2 separate regions of the Gossypium hirsutum genome follow, and region 2 is linked to region 1. The links are chromatin contacts, called in public Hi-C maps. All regions are on one chromosome and are shown on one strand. The core of a region is the stretch at or near the end of the contact, and the rest is flanking DNA. Distances in the headings are between cores, read along the strand shown.

Evidence for each region. A called contact is a pair of places that touch in the nucleus more often than the background predicts.
Region 2: a contact with region 1 is called in a Hi-C map of leaf, with 2.3 times the contacts expected there. The contact joins the promoter of LOC107948921 here to the promoter of LOC107948922 in region 1. A contact is called at or near these places in 6 of 34 Hi-C or Micro-C datasets (callus, hypocotyl and leaf).

What each region holds. Positions count from the first base shown.
Region 1 is chrA04:73,773,913-73,781,042 of Gossypium_hirsutum_v2.1, reverse strand. It overlaps LOC107948922 (L-type lectin-domain containing receptor kinase S.4), which reads left to right and starts at 2,851. Exons shown (of 1, transcript XM_016883585.2): 1 at 2,851-5,664. The coding sequence starts at 3,403. The coding sequence ends at 5,442. LOC107948924 (subtilisin inhibitor) reads right to left here. Exons shown (of 2, transcript XM_016883586.2): 1 at 6,948-7,130; 2 at 6,472-6,850. The coding sequence starts at 7,023. The coding sequence ends at 6,621.
Region 2 is chrA04:73,933,060-73,940,237 of Gossypium_hirsutum_v2.1, reverse strand. LOC107948921 (probable LRR receptor-like serine/threonine-protein kinase At3g47570) reads left to right here and starts at 1,760. Exons shown (of 2, transcript XM_041111374.1): 1 at 1,760-4,705; 2 at 4,793-5,272. The coding sequence starts at 2,053. The coding sequence ends at 5,115.

The DNA of each region.
Region 1 (7,130 bases), core at 1,602-4,101:
GGTTGGTTAGAGAATAGGCGACAGAAAGACTATTAACATCTGGAATGACATATGGCTTCCATATCCTGGGAACAAAAAAACTAAAAATTCATAATATTGATTGGAGATATACCATGGTGGAAGAATTAATTAATAACAAGTCAAATATCTAGAAGAAAGATGTGTTAAGAAATCTTTTTTATGAAGACCAATAAGAAAGGATTCAATCTATCCCTCTGATGAACATTTTGTAGCCAGACATTAGAGTTTGGCGGGGAGACAATACTAGCGAATACACAGTGAAGGGTGGATACAAGTGGTGTCTTACAGAAGATATAAATTTGCTGGGAAATGAAAATACAATAGTGATAGACCAAATGAAAATTTATTATACAGCACTATGGGGCTTAAAAATTCCCAGCAAAATTAAAATCAACCTATGGCGGATTACAAACAATTTCATGCCTACTCTAAGTAATCTTAAATTCAAAAACTCATATTTGAAGCGATGTGCTCGACATGTGGTGAAAAAGAAGAATCAACTGCACATGTCTTATGCGATTGTTACGTTGCAAAGCTTGTTCTCCAAAAGATGGATGTTCAAATTGCAACCATGCATGAAAACACAGAGTGGAAAATTTGGTTAACCGATACTTTTAAGTTAAATAATACAAAACAGAGAATATGTTTAGCAATCGCATTCTAGGCGATTTGACACAATAGAAACTTGTTTTATCATGCAGGTGTTCGACAAGGTATTAACAACATCATAAGTTCCATCAAAGCCTTTATAAACGAAATTAAAATGTTGGACAATAATCTTGTAAGAAACCACAGAATACAAGATCTACAATGGAAACCCCCATCAGAAGACCAAGTTAAAGTTAATTTCGACACCAGTTTTCAAAAGCCAAATAATAGGGCAGTTTCTGGAATTATAGTAAGAAATAACAACGGTTTTGTAATCGGTTCATGCACCTACTCGATTGAGAACATACGAGATGCAACAATAGTAGAAACCTATGCACGCCTTCACGAAGTAGCCTTCGCAGAAAACCTAGGGTTTCAATACATCATTTTAGAAGGAGATTCACTGAATGTCGTAAAAAAGCTTCAAAAAAATGATGATTATATTGATCGGTCAGTTATCGGAGGAATTATTGATGAAATTAGAAACAAAGCAAGAAAATTTAGAAGTCTTATGTATCGACACATACCTCAGGAAGCAAATGAAGCAGCACATGTGATCGTAATGTGGGGAAAAGGAAGGGATTTGCCGACCTTTTGGGTGGAAAAAAACTCCGAGGGAGGACGATCCATTCATTCAGAAGGATCAAAGGGGTATGGAATGAGGGCACAAAAACACAAAAAAGAACACTGGTTTCTTATTTATGAGAACTATAGTCACCAAAATCGCAAAACTAAAAAAAAAAAAAAAGAGACAAAGGAACAAAGAAAGGAAAAAGGAGGATACAGAGTCGATGACAGTTTTAAGGGTCTGAGTCCGAAGAAGAAAGAACAAGGCCTCCGATGAGCTCAGTTAATAGAAGGAACTGTGGGAAGAAAATTGTTTTAGCACAAAATCTTGTGGGTTCCAAGTTCTCAAGCAAAAGAAACTCTTCAACAGATGTAGTTAAAAATGAGAAGGGAAGGGGAAAGGTTTTTTTGATTTTAGGATTTTTCTTGTTGCTTTTATTTATTAGGATTTGAATTGAGGAGCTTCAGTTCATGTGAGGTCTAGATGTTTGTTTAGGGAGTAGGATTAACTGCCCAAGGCACCACCCACAGGATGCAATGAATATAGGGACAGGTGGCGTGATTTAGGAAGCCTAAGGGCTGATTAAGAAAATGTTCTATTTTTCTTTGTTTTGACTCAAATTTCTCTAATTAATGCATAATGGAAGCTTAATGTTTCAAAAAAAATTTAAATTTAATAGAATTAACACTTATTATTTAAAAATATTATTTTTGTTTAATAAAATTATATTTTGAAAGTTTTTTATGATTATAATGAAATATTTTGTATGGACCTGATTTATTTATGAATAATCATATCATTTTTTAAATAATAAATGTTAATTTCGTTTCAATTTATGGATTAAATTGATCTATTTAATAATAAATGAACTCATTTGATCAAATCTTTATAATAGAAGAATTTGATAAATACATTTATCATTATTATAAATATTAAATTAAACAATTAATTCAACGATGAATTATAAGATGAAGGCTGTGTTTAGCATTACTTTTTAAAATCACTTTTAATATAAAAACCACTTTTAAAGCAAAATAAATACTAAACAAATAACTTTTGAAGGAAATTTTTGACTTTTCAAAAGTACTCTTCCTAAAGTAGAAGTTAAAATTTTTAACTTTTCTATCTAAAAAGTACTTTTGACAGCTTAATTACGATCTCATTCATCAAGCATATGATACTTTCCTTTCTCTAGTTAATTGCTTAAAAAATATTTAAAATTTATTTTTTATATATTAAAATATTAACAACAAATTATAATAAATTATTTTTTATATTCTTATTAAAATATCATAATATTAACTAATTTAAACATTATTTAAATGCTTATTTATTACTTTATAATACACTATCTAAATAGACAATTTATTTCTAAAAACACATTTTAGCAATATTTATCAAAATCACTTATCATGAACACTTCTTAAAAATAATGCTAAAGTAAAGTAACATTACCGTTACATCCTTGTTATCCATTATAATTGTTTTAAGTTAAAGAGTAAAAAAGGATCATTTTGCCGGGAAAAACTCTTGTCCTCAGCCTGCCTGCTTTCTTGAATGCCTTGAGTTTGAATAAACAAAGCTTTAGTCCTCTGTTGGCTCTTGGCTGCATCAAGGAGAATATTTTATTTTTAATTTTCAACAGAAAAATACAATTTGAGAATGGAAGATTAGCAATAAACTTGAATCCCCTTCGAGTTTGTTTTAAATCAACTTCGGAAGTCAAATAAATTCCTTTCCAAGGTCTAAAAGGGTAACTGATGTGGGCTAATCCGGAAAAAAAGAAAAGGCACCCATAAATGAAACCCTCTTCTGCTCGGTGTGGTCTGTGCCAGAACCTGACCAAATTCCAGAACACGCGTCACCATCTGTTGCACTTCCTCTCTATCTATAGCTGTTGGCCCATATATGTGTTATACCCAAATTGGTGCCCAATGTTTCGAGCTTTCTGCTTGGAAACCCTTCACTGGCCCTTCTAATCTCTATCATTATCATGAGATCTCTTTCAAGTTTCCACTACTCTTTCAACAAAAACCACACCTAAAAGGTGCTCTCAATATTGTTTCTTCAAGGCTTAAATTAAAATTCCCATCTCTCTCACGTTTATTTTTTCAATTTCTCATCCTTTTTCTTTACCCTGATTCCATCTCTCGTTTGCCCTTAACATGGCTTATTTCCTCCTACTTTTCTTTCTCTTTATCTCAGCTGCTTCTTCACAGTCCACCGAGGTGTTCTTCCCTGGATTCAAAGGCTTAAACCCCAGCAACTTAACAGTAACAGGGATTGCACGGATTGATAAACATGGCATTCTCTGCTTAACAAATGACACCAGTCGTCTACAGGGTCATGCTTTTTACAACTCTCCATTTAGATTCAAGAAATCCAGCAATGGGCAAGCTTTTTCCTTTTCCACCTCTTTTGCTTTCGTTATAGTTCCTGAGTATTTAAAGCTAGGTGGGCATGGCCTTGCTTTCACAATCGCCACTTCTAGAGATCTGAAAGCACTTCCAAGTCAGTATCTAGGAATCCTTAACGCAACTGATAATGGGAACCTCACAAACCATCTGGTTGCAGTAGAGTTCGACACGGTGCAGGATTTTGAGTTCCAGGACATCAATGACAACCATATTGGCATCGACATCAACAGCATGGTGTCAAATGCTTCGGCTCCTGCCGCTTACTTCACCGATGTTTCCACGAAGCAAAATCTTACTCTCAAAAGTGGAAACCCTATCCAAGTTTGGATCGATTATGATTCAGTTGAAAACGTCTTCAATGTAACCATCGCACCGAATTCGACAAGACCCAGATTGCCGATCTTGTCGTATCATGTAGATCTTTCACCGTTTCTTCAAGAGTTTATGTACGTTGGTTTCTCAGCTTCAACAGGGTTACTTGCTAGCTCGCATTATGTTTTAGGTTGGAGCTTTAAAATCAATGGACAAGCTCAGGCTCTCGATCTATCTTCTCTGCGTTCGCTCCCCGGACCACTAAAAAAGCATACAGCTTTAACAGTTGGTGTCTCTGTTTCCTGTGTCATTCTTGTCATAATTGCTGTCTCCATTGTCATTTATATCATTATCAAAATTAAAAACGCTGATGTGATTGAAGATTGGGAGCTGGAGATTGGACCACAAAGATATTCTTATGGAGAACTCAAGAAAGCAACCAATGGTTTCAGTGACAAAAACTTACTTGGTCAAGGTGGATTTGGCAGAGTTTACAAAGGAACGCTTCGAAATTCAAAGACTGAAGTTGCTGTGAAGCGAGTTTCTCATGAATCGAAGCAGGGTTTGCGTGAATTCGTATCAGAAATTGCTAGTATTGGAAGGCTTCGCCACAGGAACTTGGTTCAGTTACTGGGATGGTGCAGGAGAAGAGGTGATCTTCTTCTTGTTTATGATTTCATGGCTAATGGCAGCTTAGATCAGTTTTTGTTTGATGAGCCTAAAATAATCTTGAATTGGGAGCAAAGATTCAGTATTATCAAAGGTGTTGCTTCGGGTCTTATTTATTTACACGAAGGCTATGAACAAATTGTGATTCATAGAGATGTTAAGGCAAGTAACGTGTTATTAGATAATGAATTGAATGGAAGATTAGGAGATTTTGGCCTTGCAAGATTGTACGAACACGGTTCAAATCCGGGGACAACTCGGGTGGTTGGTACATTGGGATATCTAGCACCAGAGCTACCCAAGACAGGAAAGGCCACAACGTGCTCCGATGTCTTTGCTTTTGGTGCATTATTGCTTGAAGTTGCTTGTGGGCGTAGGCCAATTGAGCCGAAGGCCTTGCCTGAGGAATTAGTGTTGGTTGATTGGGTATGGGAGAAGTTCATACAAGGGAGACTCCTTGATGTGGCAGACATTAGGCTGAATGGCAAATATGATGAAGGTGAAATGTCGATGGTGCTTAAATTAGGCCTAATGTGTTCAAATGACATGCCGGTGGCACGGCCTACCATGAGGCATGTAGTGAGGTATCTAGATGGAGAGGCTGAACTGCCGGAAAGTTTGAGGCCGCCGGCATCATTTGACGGCAATAAAGGGTATGCAGAAGGGTTTGATGCTTTTGTGAATTCATTTGCGTCCTCATCTTTTGATAAAATGAGTTCAAATTCATTCATGGAAACTGGTAATGTTGCTACTAGTTTTGCTTCTCTTTCAACCTCTCCACTTTCCCTTCTTAGAGAAACTAGATAGTGTCTGAAACAGTTTTTTTCTTCTTCTTCTTTTTTTATCAATATATATTTTCTTCAATGACTGAGCTTGTATCATATGCAAAACTATGGGACATTTAACAAAGGGAAACAAAGACATTGATGTTTCACATGTTTGTAGCATCCTTAATTGCTTTATCTTCTGTAGCAAACTATGGTCGGGAAAAGTGTGATGTCATTAATAATTCTTTTTCTTACTAAGCTACCTCTGTATTTGTGATTTAACATCTGATGTCCTTTTATATTTTACGAGCATTATTGTCGTTAACTAGAATGTCTTAATTATGATTAATAGATGTCTAAAACTTTCCTTATTTTGGGAAGAAAGTAAGTTCCATAAAAATGTTGGAATTCGTAATTAGAAACTGGACTGCAAATTCACTAAGATTTAAAGGTAATACGGAACTTCATAAGCCTGAGATTGAAATGAGTATTAATTAAAACTGCGCAGACTTGCCATTCATTGGCTAAACATATGGAACAGTACTTCAAATATTGGGCTTAAGAAAGAAAAAAACAAAACAGAAGACCAATGTTAGGGTCATGACCATGTGCTAACTCTACCCTCTTGATATCAATTGTATATTTATGATTGAAAGAGGCCATGGAAATAGTGGGGTTGTTACAGTTAGAATCTTCTACTAGTGGCCTAGTGGCGCAGTGGGAGTTTGACATTTTAATAGGCAAACAAAAATACCCAAAGAACAAGACTCAAGATCACCACAGATAGATATCAGACAAAACCAAGACACACCAAATGAACCACCAACACCAAACCCATGGCTAAAATAAGCAAAAGGGGAGAAGACATTTGACGGTTTCCTTTTCTTTTATGGATGAAGAAGAAAAAGGTGATTGAATGCTGTCCATACTTCAGTACTTCACTACATTGATATAAGATGCTAAAACAATATCTCGGGGGACCACTTCTATCTTGCTTCATCTATTTTCTATTATGACCATCATCCAGTTGAATTTTCTGACTTTCCTACCCCATAACAAGAGAATCATCTGATTTCAACTATTCAACTCCAAATGAAAGTTCCAAGTTTTATTACATACGTTCATGCAAAAGTTTTGCTCATTGTTTACCTGTGATTCTAATGATGTCTTAACAACTATGACGTTGTAATATTATTCTCGAAAGCAAACAAGTTAGATTTAGCCAATTCTTGGAGGCCTTTCAACTTTTCCTGAATGGTCAAGATATAATCGAACCCTTCCATGGTTGAAATCCATGGTAACAAAGCAATTAGCTTGGACCACCTGAATCTGGACTCTTGGCATGTCTTCCTTGATCTTTCTCTCTGCTTCCTCAGGGGTAAGGCCTACTAACTCAGGCCATTCCATTTTCGGAGCAGTGCTTGGTCCAAGCAATGTCCCATAAGTTCCTGCATTTAACATCCTATAAATGAGTCTACCACTAACTATCAAATTATAACTCAAATAATTTGAATGATCTAAGACGATGGGAGGCGACCAACTTACTTGGTAAAACCGGCGCTGAGTCTGTTAATTCACCAGGTTGTTTGTCAGAGGGTTCAGTTTGCTGCTTCTCAGCCATGGAAAAGCAATGGTATATTTGGTGACTTATGAAGGGACGGGGGGGTTCTTGTTTAAATGTCCTCTTCTTGATTGATTTTATCAAAGTTCAATCTTTGGTTTTGCCAC
Region 2 (7,178 bases), core at 511-3,010, 160 kb before region 1:
GATGTGGCAAAAAACGCTTCCTCAAAGGAGCGATTTCCTGGCTTTTCCCCTAAAACGTGGCCACGTAGGCGCTTTTAGTAAAAATTGGCCCTTTCCGGTAAATAATGGTATAATTGGTCCATTTCCGTAAATATGCATGGAAAATAGTTTTTTTAGGTAATTTAGTCATATAAAAGATGATTATTTAAAAATTTAAAATTTTAACACGAAAATTTATGTATATATATTAAAGTTAAATATTTTAAAAGACTATTTGATTAATCATGTTTAACAATTTTAGAGTTGGTTGAGATTTATATGTTAATGTTTGTTAAATCCATAAAAAATAATATTTTTATGTTTAAATAATAGTATAGGGAGTAGGATTGATCCCACAGAGATTGGAATATCTAAAATTGTTGTTTGGCTCAACCAGATTGAGTCTAGCTAGTTATCATGCTCACGACATGTGACTCTTGTGCAAAAATACAAAAGGGAAATTTAAATTTGATAAAAGTAGAAATAATAAATATAATTGAAATCGGAATAAGAGTAAAAATAAGCAGAAACAAAATTTAATTAAATAAACCGATATAATAAAATCAAATAATAAAAAAATCAACGATGTTGTTGACTTTTCAATCTTGCTTTTGTAACTAATAAAAGAACCAAATAGAATACTTAAAACTAGCCCATTTTTTTTTTTACAAATACAGGTTTCTAATTTAATTCATATATTGGACAAATTATCATATATAACATTAAAAATCTCCATCGATTCTTTCTAATCAAACTTTCCAATTTGTTATTATACTCCCAAGAAGTAGAAAGAACTCATTTAAGATTTAATTAAAATAAGCAGACTAAACATGTAAATTAGACTGTTATCATATACAAAAAAATATTTATATATTATATTAAAAGAAGTGAATTTAAATATATTAAAACATATTATCTGAATTAAAATAGAATTATAAATTATTGTAAAAGAATAGGTTTAAAAAGAGAAAAGAAAATGAAAACCATTGGTTGGTTGGAATATGGATTTTGAGCTTTAGAGAACAATGGATGTCCACTTAAATAGAAAATATCCTATTTAATGCAAGCAGCTATATCTGACTGACCAAATGTCCCATATTTGAGTTAATAAAATATATAACCCACCATCTATAATGTCGGTTGGTAATCATTTCTTGAAAACTTGCGTATTCTAGAGTGAAGAGAAATAAAAAGAAATCATTTTATCTATCTTTTCGAACTGGGACTCCATTCATCCATGTCAACCATTGACTTTAAATACCGGAAATTTTGACAACCCACTCAAAGTTTGAACGCAATATGGCTTCTCGTTGAAAGTCTTCAATCATGGTTGTGAAATCGTAATCGAATTGTTCAAAAGTCTCAGCTGGATCTTTTCCTGCAAAAAATAACCTCTGGGTTCACGTGAAATTTCCTCACTACTTTTACTATATGCCTTGTTAAATTTATAGGCATATATAAATCCGATTAAGGGAGATTACAATGTGACTTCGAGGGTGAACACCCATTACTTAGAAACCAAATATTGAAGTTGAAAGAATATTTGAAACAACTTGACTTAGAGAGGATAATCTGTATTTTTATTTTTGAAATTACAGACAACATCCTTATTTAATTATTATTATTATTTTTTTTTTAAAAGTAAATGGCGAAAAGACTCATAAAAGTTATTTCCATTCTTAAAAACATAGTTATGGTAAATAACCTACAACCTTTGCCTCATATATAGATAAATCTAACTCCATTTAAAGGACATCAACATGCAGGCAAATACGTTCAAAGCAATGATGTGAGTTCACATTCTTATAAGAAAAGATTGATTGTGATGGTGACAAATAATTAAAACCCCAAATTCAACGGTTTTCTTGTGGCCTAGAGTCAGCACTGTTTACTATCAACCTGGCTTGATTTGCAGTAACCATAAGCAACTACTTAAATATATACTTACGTCAGAAACTTCAGTATTTCAATTACTTGAAATTTGTTATAAACCCATCCTCCACCTCAATGTAGCCAAGCCTAAAGTAAACAGAAATGTCCACAAAAACCATCATTCTGATTCTCATCTGCCTCACTTTCCATCCACTGCTGGGTGGTTCCCAAGGCTTGCCAAGGTTCAACAACAATACGGACCAGGAATCGCTTCTTGTATTCAAGTCTCGGATAACTGATGATCCTCTTGGGGTTCTTGAGACGTGGAATCCCAGTTCTTCCTTGTGCAACTGGACTAGTGTAAATTGTAATGTCACTAAACAGAGAGTTACAAGTATCAACCTTGAAAACCTTGGCCTTGTGGGTACTATTGCTCCTCACATTGGTAACCTTTCTTTTCTTAGCTACCTCAACCTTCAAAACAACAGTTTTTCTGGAAGCCTTCCACAAGAAATTGGTCAGCTTTTCCGATTGAGAACACTCATTCTAGCTTCTAATCGAATTCGAGGAACAATACCGGCATCGTTAAGTTTATGTTCAAAGTTGTCTTATCTTGATCTGTCAATCAACATACTCGAAGGAACCATTCCAAACGAATTAGGTGCACTTTCAGAGCTTGAAGATGTATCCTTCATGCAAAATTTTCTCACAGGTCCTATTCCATCTTCTTTTGGGAATCTCTCTTCTTTGTCAAATCTAATTCTGAGGTCAAACAGCTTGAAAGGGCCTATACCAGAAGGGTTGGGTCGCCTTCCCTTCTTAATCAATCTTCAAATTGGCCTTAACAATATCTCTGGTGAAATCCCATGTTCATTATTCAATAGTTCCTCGTTGATTGTCATAGCCATGGCTGTTAATAGACTCACTGGTACCCTTCCCCGAGATACGTTTACTAATCAAACCAGCTTAACCACCTTTTTCGTGGGAGGGAATCTCTTGTCTGGTCGCATACCACCATCCATAGGCAATGCTTCAAGCTTAACTCGAGTTGATCTCGCAAACAACAGTTTCAGTGGCCAAATCCCATGGCTAGGGAACCTGCCAAACATTCAAATATTGAGCTTACAGAGTAATCAGCTGGTTAATGATGGAGCGGGTGGCATGGATTTCCTAGCTTCTTTGGCAAACTCTACCCAACTTCAAGTATTCTCCGTGGCGGAAAACCAGCTTACTGGTAAGCTTCCATCTTCCATAGGCAACCTCTCTAGACAACTTTCATTGTTGGTGATGAACAACAACTTTTTCCATGGAAGCTTGCCAGGAGAAATAAGCAATTTGGTCAACTTAACCCTGATTGCTTTCGAACACAATTCCTTAACCGGCACCATTCTACCTTCAATAGGAACTTTGCCAAACCTGCAGTACATTTTCTTACACGAAAACAAGTTCTCAGGAAAGGTACCAGAGTCTCTTGGAAACTTGACCTATTTAGCTGAAGTTCATCTAAGCAACAATCTTTTAGAAGGGACCATTCCTTCAAGCTTGGGAAACTGTCAGCGTCTTCAGTTGCTAGACCTGTCAGTGAACTTGCTTAATGGTACTATACCCGGTGATATATTTGGAATCCCAGGTTTGGGAAAGGTCTTGAATCTCTCTTTCAATTCTTTAAGCGGATTTGTTCCTTCCGAAGTAGGTGATCTAAATATGGTTCAAGCGATAGACTTGGCAAGTAATCAATTATCAGGAGATATACCAGTTACCATTGGAGATTGTTCAAGCCTTTTGTACTTGAATATGTCTAGAAATTCGTTTCAGGGATCCATACCAAATTCTCTAGACAAATTGAAAGCGATAGAGTATATTGACCTCTCTTCCAACAACCTCACTGGTAACATCTCGGCTTCTTTAGAATCTTTGAAGTTCTTGCAAGTTTTAAACCTGTCCAGGAACCAACTATCAGGGGAGGTTCCAAAAGGAGGGATTTTCGAGAATTCAACAGCCGTTTCTCTGTCGGGGAATCTCAAGCTTTGTGGTGGAGTACCTAATCTAGGACTACCTAAATGTGATTCTCATGAAAAAAAGTCGGGTGGTTCAAAGTTGAAAATTGTACTAGCAGCGACGTTTGCTTCGGTTGCATTCATCATCATCGTTTCCATGCTAGTCTTTTGGTTAGTAAGAAAGAAAGATTCTGACCTCCGTGCGGTTAATGAGAAGGCTAACTCACCGGAGATGTATCCAATGTGTAGACAACACGATCTCAAATTAGCTACCCGGAATTTCAGTCCAGAGTATATGATTGGAGAGGGTAGCTTTGGGTCAGTTTATAAGGGTGTTTTTGAGGATGGAAGTTTGGCAGCTATCAAGGTCTTCAAAATGGGGCAACATGGAGCTTCCAAGAGCTTTATAGCTGAATGTGAGGCTCTTCGAAGTATCCGGCACCGGAACCTTGTTAAAATCATAAGCGTATGTTCAGCAGGCGATTTCAAGGCTTTAGTCCTTAAGTTCATGCCAAATGGAAACTTGGAACAATTGCTTCACCCAAGAATTGAAGACTGTGAGGTTGAAAAAGTTGTTGACATGAACCAGAGGTTGAAGATAGCTCAAGATGTTGCCTTAGCACTAGAGTATTTGCATCATGATTGCGAAAGCCCCGTTGTGCACTGTGATCTTAAGCCGAGTAACGTTCTCCTGGATGAAGAGATGTCAGCTCATGTCGGCGATTTTGGACTTGCAAGAATCCTACTTAAAAACTCACCTAATGCTCATCTTAGTATCTCCGTAGGACTAAAAGGTTCAATTGGCTACATGGCTCCAGGTATTGTTTTTTATACTCCTTTTTACATTTTTTTTTGGTATTTTTTTTTCAAAGTCATCTTAGAACTGATCTTATCCAGCAATGCAGAATATGGCATGGGTGCGGGGGTCTCAACGCGAGGCGATGTCTACAGTTTTGGAATATTGATCCTTGAGATGTTTACAAGGAAAAGACCCATAGACCATCTGTTCAGTGGGGATATGGATTTGCAAAAATGGGTTTCAATGCATCTTCCTGATCATATTTATGATATTGTGGATAATGAACTTAAGGCAAAAGAATGGCAGGCAGAACATGCTGACGGCATGGCCAGAATATTAAATATTGGGTTGATGTGTGCAAGGAAATCGCCTGAAGAACGACCAACAATGAGAGAGGTCTCTGTAATGATAAAAAAATGTCTAGTCTAAGCTTATCAGAGTAATTTAGTGTATAATTGATGTAATTTGCATGAATTAGTAATACGCAAACAATGGGTCGTCTTCCTCGTCATAAAAAAAGAGAGTCGAAAACAGTGTTAAAAGTCAACTTATATTGTGTTTAGATTTATTTCCTTCTCTTGCTTAATTTCTTATTTACATAAACACAAACTGGTTGTCTAATATCTATACTACTATATATATATAAAGGAAGGACTAAAGGCATTCCTTACATCACACCTTACACGACACCTGATTAATATCAATTTACACTTATTTAATATTAATTGTTTTCTTTTTTCTTAAATGAATATAGGGGAGCCTGGCTTCAACTATTTCAACTTTAGTTTTTTTTATATTTTTAAAATTAGTATATGATTTGCCCTCTCAAAAATAAAAATAAAAATTTATCCTTTAAAATATATAAAATGTAAACTTTCATTTTTACAATCATAACAATATAAAACCCTAATTCGTAAGCTTCAAAAAGTTTGGCTAATGTTTCTATATTTTACATGCTTCCTATCCAATATTCCAATGTCAATTATTTTCTTTTCTTTTTCTAGATGAGAAGGTAATGGCCAATTATAAATTCTAATCCCTCTATTTTTACATGATAGTTGTTCAGTACTCCAAACCAAAACCAATTGTTTTCTTTTTACTTTTTTTTTCTTTTTGACATGAGAAGCTAATTGCCAAATATCAATTCTAATCCCTCTACTTTTCTCGAGATTATATAAAATTGGTTAAATTACAAATTTAATCCCTATATTTCGCTCAAATATGAAAATTTAATTTTGACATTATTTGGTACTTCAACTTTTATAATGTCATTAGTTAATCTAAATACTTTATTTCAATTAAAATTGTTGATGTGAATTTTTAAAATTTATTAATACTGTTAAAATTTTCTATTAAATCTAGGGACATTATATTTTTTTTGTTACATAAATACTAAGTGAATCTTTTAAAATTTTAAAATGTCCCACCAAAAAATTTAATAGAAAAATTTTATAATATTAATAAAAGAACTTAAATTTTTAAAATTAAAAAACAGAGAATCAAATAAGTAAATCCTTTAATGCGAAGTGTACCTAGAAACCATACGAAATAGTATAATTTTAAGAGACATGATAGGCGTAGTGTTTGTTTTTTTATGCAGTTCTAGCTGAAAACCACCAACCATGACTGACATGTGTGCAATGGAATGTTAAATAAAAATTGTTAAAGGAAAAATAATTAATTTAAGAGTTATGATATGATGCGTTTAACTTATTTTTTGTATAACGTTATAATATTATTATAATATTTAATTTTATCATTATTATTAATTTTACTCTAACTGTAACGAAACGTAATCTCGTACTTAAATGATGAATATGATATGTATGAAAAAGAAACCACTATAATAAATATCAATAAAAAATAATTTTCTTTTAAGACTCAGGCACTCAACTTGATAAGTTTCTAGGAATATATTATATATTAAAGAAGTGTCCAAATCATGCCCCATTTTTTACGCAAAACTTTTTCTTTTTAAAATTTAAAATTGTGGTATAATTTCAGTTTTAATCCTTAAATATGCTGAAAATTTAAATATATCTAACTATTTATATACCTCATGATGTCTATTTTTTTCAATTTTATAGTAATGGTTAATTTCAGTTTTGATCCTTTTAATACTTATATTTTAATTTTTAACATAATTCGGTCTTTATATTTGTATAGTGATATTGATTAATTCAAATAATTAATATAGTTGACTTTTTAATTAAAATACTATATGGTTATATATAATTTGAAAGCATATTATTAAATCTAAAAGATAGAATGATTAAATTCTTGAAAATAAAAGTAAGACGACTAAATCCTAAATGTATAAAGTGTAGAGATATAGTCATGGTTGTTTGAATTGGTTAAAGTATCGGTCCAGAGAGAAGTATCAAATCAATTGAGTTGTGGACTAGTACGAACTAATTGAACCGGACTAATTGAGTTGAATTTTTAATGACTTATTTAATTGAATTGTACAAACTAGTCACATGACCAATTTG